Regions from separate parts of the Zea mays genome. Here region 1 is linked to region 2. A link is a contact called in public Hi-C data. All regions are on one chromosome and are shown on one strand. The core of a region is the stretch at or near the end of the contact, and the rest is flanking DNA. Distances in the headings are between cores, read along the strand shown.

Region 1 (4,270 bases), core at 533-3,032, 56 kb before region 2:
GCTGACTGATTTAGGAATGAAGGCAAAGGTCATCAATGTTCAATGACTCAAGTTTTGCATAAGAGCTTACTATTATTTGATCCTTAGGCCAGCTTTTACTTTTCAAGTTAAGTTATTACCTTTCTCTAGATTGGCCTATTCTAGCTCATTCACTTGGCCTAATCTAGCTTTCATTTATATAACACAAACTTGTTTTATTTCTTATCTACGATGAGGGTCGAAGATCTAGTCTTCATATCCGAGAAGTAATGGTGATCAGAATCGATTAATACCTAGTTGGGGATCTCCAACCACACGACATATGTAGCACTTAACCCTTTCATATGTCAACTCGCATGCGGTTTTCTCAAGACCAGTACGAGTTCACATGACCCAAGAGCACAGTACCCCACCATCCAACCACTTGCTAGGTGGGTACATGTTACTCCCGCCACCTCTCTGCTCCCAGTGTGTGCAAGCTGTTCTGGTATTGGTCCGACCGAGGCAAAGCTTACACATGACGAGGCATATGGCCAGTAAAAGGGTCCTAGATCAGCAGGCCAACAATCGTTGGGGTCCTTAAACGACACAGACAGGCGACCATTCCTGCTCAACGTCTGATCTCAATTTAAATTATTTCTCATAACCTTGTACCTATTAGAGGTACCATGCTTGAATGATGAAGTCATCAATTCCTTTGATACCTTCATCACTCCAAGCCCCTTTTCTTTGTAAAAACATGATTCATACATCAAAACATTTTGTTCTTAATCTATAAGCATACTAAGCATGTCTAGCTTTTTAAATCAGGTATCAAGGATGATAATCAATAGTTTAAGGAAGTTATGCAACAAAGGTTTAATCATTCAACTCCTATCACCTAATGCATCATATAAGTGATAACAATTTTGAAAATCACAAGGAATTTGTTAAATGCACTGGGGCTTGCCTTGATGAGGAGGAGAGTCAGGCTCTTCTACCAAAATATTGTAGTTGGCAGCAAAACCTATTGGAGGACCTTCGGGAACAACTTTAGTTGGAAGAACTGGTTCCTCTTCCACTTCCACTTTAACTTCTTCTTTTAGGTGTTCTACAAGTAAATCACAAGTATATGAATGCTTATGTAACGATATGCCATGCAAAATCTCACAAAGGAGAGGTGGAAAGCCTAATTACTCTTGAATGAGCATATGACAATTAAACTCATACTTCTAGGTTACTTAATATTTGCTCAAAGGGACCAAACTGAACTTATTTCAGAAAACCAGAGAACTAAATATTCTAAAGTTTGTCAACCTGGTTGCTTAACATTTTTTATGGCTTAAGTTTTGTCTAAACCTATATTAGTAGCAAGGTTTAGGGGTTTAAATATTCACATTTAGCTAGTTTGTGGTCTTCTAAACACATCAACTCCAAACAGGTCCAAATTTTTACCAGGAGCTAATATAGTGGCAATTAATTTCTTCACAGATTTTCATAATGTTTTGTGCTTAGGATTTACTTCTGTAATTCATTTAAGCTTTCTAGAGACACTTTTAAATTAGCTAAAACTCTCTTTCAATTGTAAAAATCAAAAAACATTATTTTTAACAGAAACTACATATTTTTATGGACTCTATAAAATTGGTTTCACAATTTTTGCATTTTTATAAATTTTCTGGTGGATTTTACCCTTCCCCAGGAAAAAGAAAAAGGAAATCGGTGAATAGTCCCGGGCCGAAACCTGCCCACCCAATTCGCGCCCACGTGGAACTGGCCCGCATCCTAGAGGCCGTGCCCGTGCTGCGCCTTTTCTACCAAGACCCTCGTGGAACCCAACAACTCATTAAGAGCCTAAAACCCTATTGTTGTGTCTCACTGACATGTGCACCGAGGCCCTTTTGTTTTTCTTTCTTCACAAACTCCGGTCCTCGATCTAACCCCGACGAGCGCCGGCCAACCGCCGTGCAAACTCACCGGTGACGGCCTCCTCCAACGAAGATAAACACCCAGACGTGATCCTCGAGGCTGACACACCCATAACCCGCAGTGAATCGGACTAAGATGACATATAGCCTGACTATCCCTGGCGGTGGCGGCATACCGAGCTTCGGCGAGCCCGAACCCAGTTCTAGGACATGGTAGCATTCAATCCAAGATTATGGTGAGCACGAGTGATCTATCTAGTGCACGTTGCTCACATGAGTTTACCCGGGAAGGGCATGGTTTGGTCAGTCCACGCAAAGGTGGTCTGCGGCGGTAATCTAGACAAAATCGATGGCGTTCTGGACGGGATACCACAGTAGCATTCAAAAGGGCAATGCCGTGAGCATCACCATCCCACATGGGTTATGAAACGCGAACAACTCGAACATATTACCTTCTAGGGAAGGCTGACCACGGGGAGGTGGGCAGTCACCCTGTATGGTCACCCCCTCCAAGGCAAACTCGTGTTCAAGCTGATGCAGTGAGACCAAGGAACTGGGAAAAGCTTAAGGGCTTAGCATAGGTGTATGGGAATGGTATGGCACGGTGAGAGAGGCGGGAAACCGATAGAAACACAGGGTGTTCAATTTGGTGCCATAACTCACCAAGGTAAATAGTTTAGAGAGCTGGAGCTGTTGGGGTCTTTACTAGAGTTTAACAAGAGTCCAACTACACTAATACGTCCCCCAATCCTTCTGCATGAGCACCACGTATGGGGAAAGCACAGGGAAGACAAAAGATGTGGCCAACTCCTTTTTCTGCATGTGGGACAGCAAAGAGGCATCCAAGCAGCTGAGTCAGCTAGGGGATGATTTTTACATCTCCATGTTTATCCCAGGCATGGTGGAGTTGTAGCAAGTGAACCCCCCCCCCCCCCCCCTTCCAGGCAACGAGTTCTTTTAGTTAGCCCACACCAGAAACACCTAGAGTAGTTAGTGGATGGAGATATTTTCAGGGATTTGGACTGTTCTGAACTTCTTCAGTTCACTACTGAGCCAAGTTCCTCCCCTCTTCCCATAAGAACAGGCCTATCTTACTTAAGAAAATTGGTGCACCAACTATAGGTCTTCAACTTTACTATAGTCTTCTAGGGCTAATTACACAAGAATCACAAGTTAGAATGCCCCAAAGTCGACCTCAATTCACTGAAACCAAATTCAGTTAGCTGAAACTGAATGTGTTACTCAGTCTGACAGGGTACCTTTGAGGGCATTTTACTCTCTAGTTGTATAGCACCAAACCTCACATACACAAGAAGTTTGTTCCCCTTCCTATGGTCTACGAACTTGGAATAAACACTATGGCTCAAAATCTCATGGATCAAGCACAACAGGGCTCCAAAGTTTACAAAAACACACTGTCAGGGTTACCTTAGTCTGAACAAAATCAGACACCTCACACACTCTGACAGCCCGTGTTCAAGCAGGCTTTATTCCTCTTTTTATGTAGTACCAAGTCAATCTCTCTTAAACAAACTTGTACCCTGATAGATACTCTACAACTTTATTACAAGGAGTATAGCTTAATACCTCATAGATCAAACACACTCACATCCCCAAATTGGACCAAATACACAATTTCAGAGTCTGAATTTGCATCAAGTCTAGGAATCCAGATTAAAGCATAGGATCTTTGGACCAATTTTTCTACCAGTTCCACACAGCTTTAGGGGCATGGAATTTAATAAAAGTTATACACCAATATGTGGTATTACACTTTGTTACAATACCTCCTGTCCAGAATTGTATGGATTTGCCATTAACAGGCTTTCAAAATTTCTTCATACCGTAAAAACTGGAGTTCATAAATCTCACTAAGTCATAATTTCCAGGATTAACATTCCGCTTTAGAGCAAGGTTTACAAGCAGTTCCATATGGTTTTAGGGCAGAGCAACTTAATCAAATTTTTGCACCTTGTGTAGCTCTACAGATTGTCTACAGTGATAATCTTCAAAGTATCCATGGATCAAAAGTTATGAAGGTCCAAATACAGCTAGTCGATAATATTTTCAGGAATCCAAACCCTAGGCCATAACTAAATTGTGAGTTTTTCTCCACGTTTTGCTATAAAACTTGAAAATCTCCACACATGAGACTTGTTTGGTTTAGGAATCTCTATAACTTTGGTATTTTCATTTTTGGCCAAATTTTGCCGGATCATATAATCCACTTTTGGGGTTAAAACTAAAGTTTCTCAAACTAGGTTTTCTGCTCTCCACTGATCACCTCATTACATTTAGATTGTTTTTTATTCTTGTGAATGCATTCTAGGTGTATTACAACCTAAATATGCCATTGCATATGATGACATGCCAAGTTTTAGTCC
Region 2 (3,930 bases), core at 1,212-3,711:
TGGAACATTTATACATCTTTACATAAATTTTCCAACGAGAGAGGTAGGAGCATCATGAGCAAAAGAATGGAAGATAGATAGCTGCAGATATAATAAATGGAAAATAAAATGGAGATTACCTAATTAAGGGAATCCCATCTCACCTAGAAATGGGACGCCCCACAACTATGGCATAATGGCAGGGAGCCTTCCACTGAGCACAGTCTTATACCTGAACTCTCACATTCCCTACATCATTTCCCTAATGCACCACCACAATACTCTTGCCCACAAAACCCAACGATCCCTCTCCAATGTCCAGTTTCCACGATAGCATCTGATGCCTCCACAACCTGTGGAAGCAACATATGCATCTCCCCACAGCAACTGATGCCTCCAGAACCTCTGGAAGCAAACACCCCCTGCCTCACTTCCCCCCTCCTGAACCATTCCCATAGCAAGACACAAGAACAATATATCCCCCCCCCCCCGGGCCGTTTGCGTCAAGAAAAACATTTTTCCAAAAAAATGAAAATAAATTATAGAAACAAAACTGTGACCAAAGGTATCTAAGTTCCATATTGTAATAAAAAAACATGAAAGGGAAACACAAATACAGTAAAGAGGTGAATAAAAGCACAAAGAAAATGAATTAAACCTTTGTAATAAAAACAATACACAAACCTTGCATCTTTATCAAATCCAAAGCGAGCTCCAAAGTAGAATGCAACAGACAGGAGCCACGCATCACTATGAACTGCAACTAGAGACAACCAGTCTTTTTCAACCATTCCATCACGGGCAAAGTTTATGCCCAGTGCTGGTTCTGGAAGCTCAGGAGGTACTTCCTCAGCTGGAAGAGTAACCTCCCAAGTCTCATTTGGCAAACCATAAAGGCACAAGTTCTCTTTCTCTGGCATAAAAAGGAAAGAAATATGTCAACAGGACAAAACAAAGGAAATGGAATCTGATATGTTCACGTCACTAGTTATGACATGTTACTGAACATCAGTAGACAGCAGAGCAAGGATGCTATTAAAAAATGTTAATCAAGTAAAACAGATGCTGCAATGATGACTAGAAGCCACTTTACTCATAACTGTTTTCCATGAATGTATGTCAGGATTACTTGTGGACATTGAGCAATATTAGGCCAGTCACCATTAATGTCTGCATCTGACTTTTATCTTGTCTCCACTTCACAATTCTTCATACAATTTGTAATTCCTTCTACTAACATATATTACTTCTCATTCTTTTTTCATTCACAGGAGGGCAACCTGGAAAAACCAGGTTACATGATATATCATGTCAAAAGCACTACATCAATTTTGCTAGCTTTTATAGTTTTAACCAGATTTCAATCCTCACAGCAGCAGTAACAGATTGTAGCTCAAAACGGCATCTATCTGAGGGTTTAAATGAATAGGCCCATGGTAACCAATGACAATGAGTACAATTCAACTCTACTGAGGCTGCAACTTTCAGCAAATACCGACATACACCAACATGAGCCAAATGATCGTGTGTCCCATCAAGTGATACTGCACTGTGATTGGTCAATCCCCTTCATTATGCAAGGTACATGGTTTGTTACGTACAACCCAAGCATTATGCATGTAAACGGAAATGCAAATTGGTCAATCCCCTTTATTATGTAATGTACATGGTTTTTTTTACGTACAATCAAAGCATTATGCATGTAAACTGAAATTCAAATGACCGCAGCTGGAGCATATTATAGGACTTTAAATTACATAACCATGCCATTTACCAAGCACTTCCTTTAATTGACGTACTCATCTACGCAAGTTTCTTTAGCTTACGGCCTTGAATTGATGATCTTAACAGATTGGAGGGTGAGATCAATTACAGAATAAACTTACATATCTGACAAAAGTAAAGGGCTAACAATACCACTATTCGTCCTTAAATAATCCGACGAATCTCTAAACGGCAACCGGATCGAGCTCCATAAACAAACGCCGGATCGGCATATAGTGAAAGGCGAAGCTTAGCTCGAAGATAAGAGCAGTACAGACGGACGGGAAAAAAAAGAGGGGAGCAAAGTCGGGCGCGTCACCTGGATCGCACTGCTGATAGAACTTCTCCACATCTGCGCGCACCACGGAAGCAGCTGTAGCATCAGAGAAGCATCCACAAACCAAGAGGACAAACAGGAGGAGGCAGGAAATGCGTGAGACAAGCTGACCCGTGGTGAGTGCCTTGACGATGCCGGCGCGGCGCGCGCGGAAATCGCGGAAGACGTCCTCGGGGGAGCGCGCGTGGTGGTGCACCGCCGCAGCGCCTTCTCTGTCGCCGTCCATCGCTGGCCACCGTGTCCCTTGGCTAGGGTTTGGGGAACCGATGGTAGCAGTGGTGGTGGTGGACTGGTAGTGGAGGGAGCAGAAGAGGATTAGAGAAGACGAGAAGCGCAATACCGCGAGACCGTAGGCCTGCGAGGATTTCAGAGGGGCAATTTGGGAAAAGCGGAAACCACGAGGTGCTCGTCGTCCAAAACATGTTCCAGTTCGCTTTCAAGCAAGGGGCACTGTGGGAGCAAAACTGCAAAAGGATAGTGGGCCCGTGAACTGGGCTCGGCTTTCCGCGCACTACAGAAGCTAGGCCAAGATTAGTCATGGACCCACCTTGCTGATCAAGATTGGCTTGACGGACGTGACGTGATTGGGCCGGTTTTTTTCACCAAATCATGGGCCGCATCTACTGAAAACGAGCCCATTTGAGTTGTTTTCCATGTTCCACTTCCCTTGCCGGATCCGGCTCCTCTTCTTCCGTCGCACTCGGTTTCGTGTTCCACACTTCGCTTTCCGGTTCAGCGAGACTGCTGGGCAATCGTCGGTTCGTCACTTCAATCAAGTGGCGGAGGCGACGGAGCCTGTACTCCTATTAGCAGAGCTCGTGCTCCCACCGTGCCCACATCGCTCTCAAACTCAAAGGTCCATGCTGCTCGCCCACCGTACTCGGACCATCGTCTATTACACGGATTGGGGGCATTCGGTTGGGTTGATTCGATGTGTGCAGTGTGCGCTCTTTTCTTTATGCAGGTGTGGAGGAAATATTTTTGGAGTTTTAAAATTAAAACCATGGTACGAAAAATACTATAATATTTCCTTTGTCCCAAAATAAAATTCGTTTTATGTTAAATATGTATTTATTAGTTAATCTGTGAATGTAATTTGCACGTATATCTGTATTTATTATTATTAAAATGAATGTGGACCAAAAAAACCTAGAAAGAAACATATTTTGAAACGAAGGTAGCATATTTATTGATAAGAGGTGTTTGGCTATCTCGTAAAAAACTCTAGTTATAATGTTATGGTTTTATAGATACCATGATATTTTTGGAGTATTTAAAACTCCACTCCAACCTAAATATTTTATATATGGCTAGCCTTGCATATGTATACTAAATATTATGGTTTGAAATATTTTGTCTCCAAACACGTATTGTTAAGAGTGATGTTAAAAATACTACAGTTGTGTCATGACATCTTAAAACCGTTAGTATTCCAAAACTATTTAAAAATATTAGTACAATTGAAAGTCGCCTAGAGGGGGGTGAATAGGCGAAACCTGAAATTTATAAATTTTTAACACACTAAAGGCCGAGGTTAGCGTTAGAATTATATTCAAATCCGAAAGATTGTTTTTCTTGCTAAGAGTTGCTCAAAGGATGCAGATGACGTATGGGAGCGAACTCAAATCAATACTAGCAAGGAAACGTTAGAGAGAGGAGAAAGGGCAAACAAATCAAACGAGAATCAAAGCGAGTAGACACGGTGATTTGTTTTACCGAGGTTCGGTTCCAAAAAACCTAGTCCCCGTTGAGGAGTCCACAAAGGCCGAGTCTATTTCAACCATTTCCCTCTCTCTCAAACGGTCACTTAGATCGAATGAGACTTTTCCTTAATCACACGGGTCACTAAG

Evidence for each region. Hi-C and Micro-C count contacts between places; a contact is called where the count stands out from the background.
Region 1: a Hi-C map of leaf shows a contact between it and region 2, with 4 times the contacts expected there. The contact joins the enhancer-like site here to the promoter of LOC100283532 in region 2. A contact is called at or near these places in 7 of 25 Hi-C or Micro-C datasets (bundle sheath, ear, endosperm and 3 more).

What each region holds. Positions count from the first base shown.
Region 1 is chr4:125,493,108-125,497,377 of Zm-B73-REFERENCE-NAM-5.0, reverse strand. No RefSeq gene overlaps it. Among protein-coding and RNA genes, the nearest start is that of LOC100283532, 56 kb to the right of the region's middle. Within about 2 kb of position 1,782, at least 15 of the 20 cell types and tissues checked have an H3K27ac peak or open chromatin away from gene starts, as enhancers often do. A contact at or near this core is called in bundle sheath, ear, leaf and 2 more, where this site is marked.
Region 2 is chr4:125,438,150-125,442,079 of Zm-B73-REFERENCE-NAM-5.0, reverse strand. It overlaps LOC100283532, which reads right to left and starts at 2,461. Exons shown (of 5, transcript NM_001156432.2): 1 at 2,192-2,461; 2 at 2,063-2,095; 3 at 664-892. The coding sequence starts at 2,306.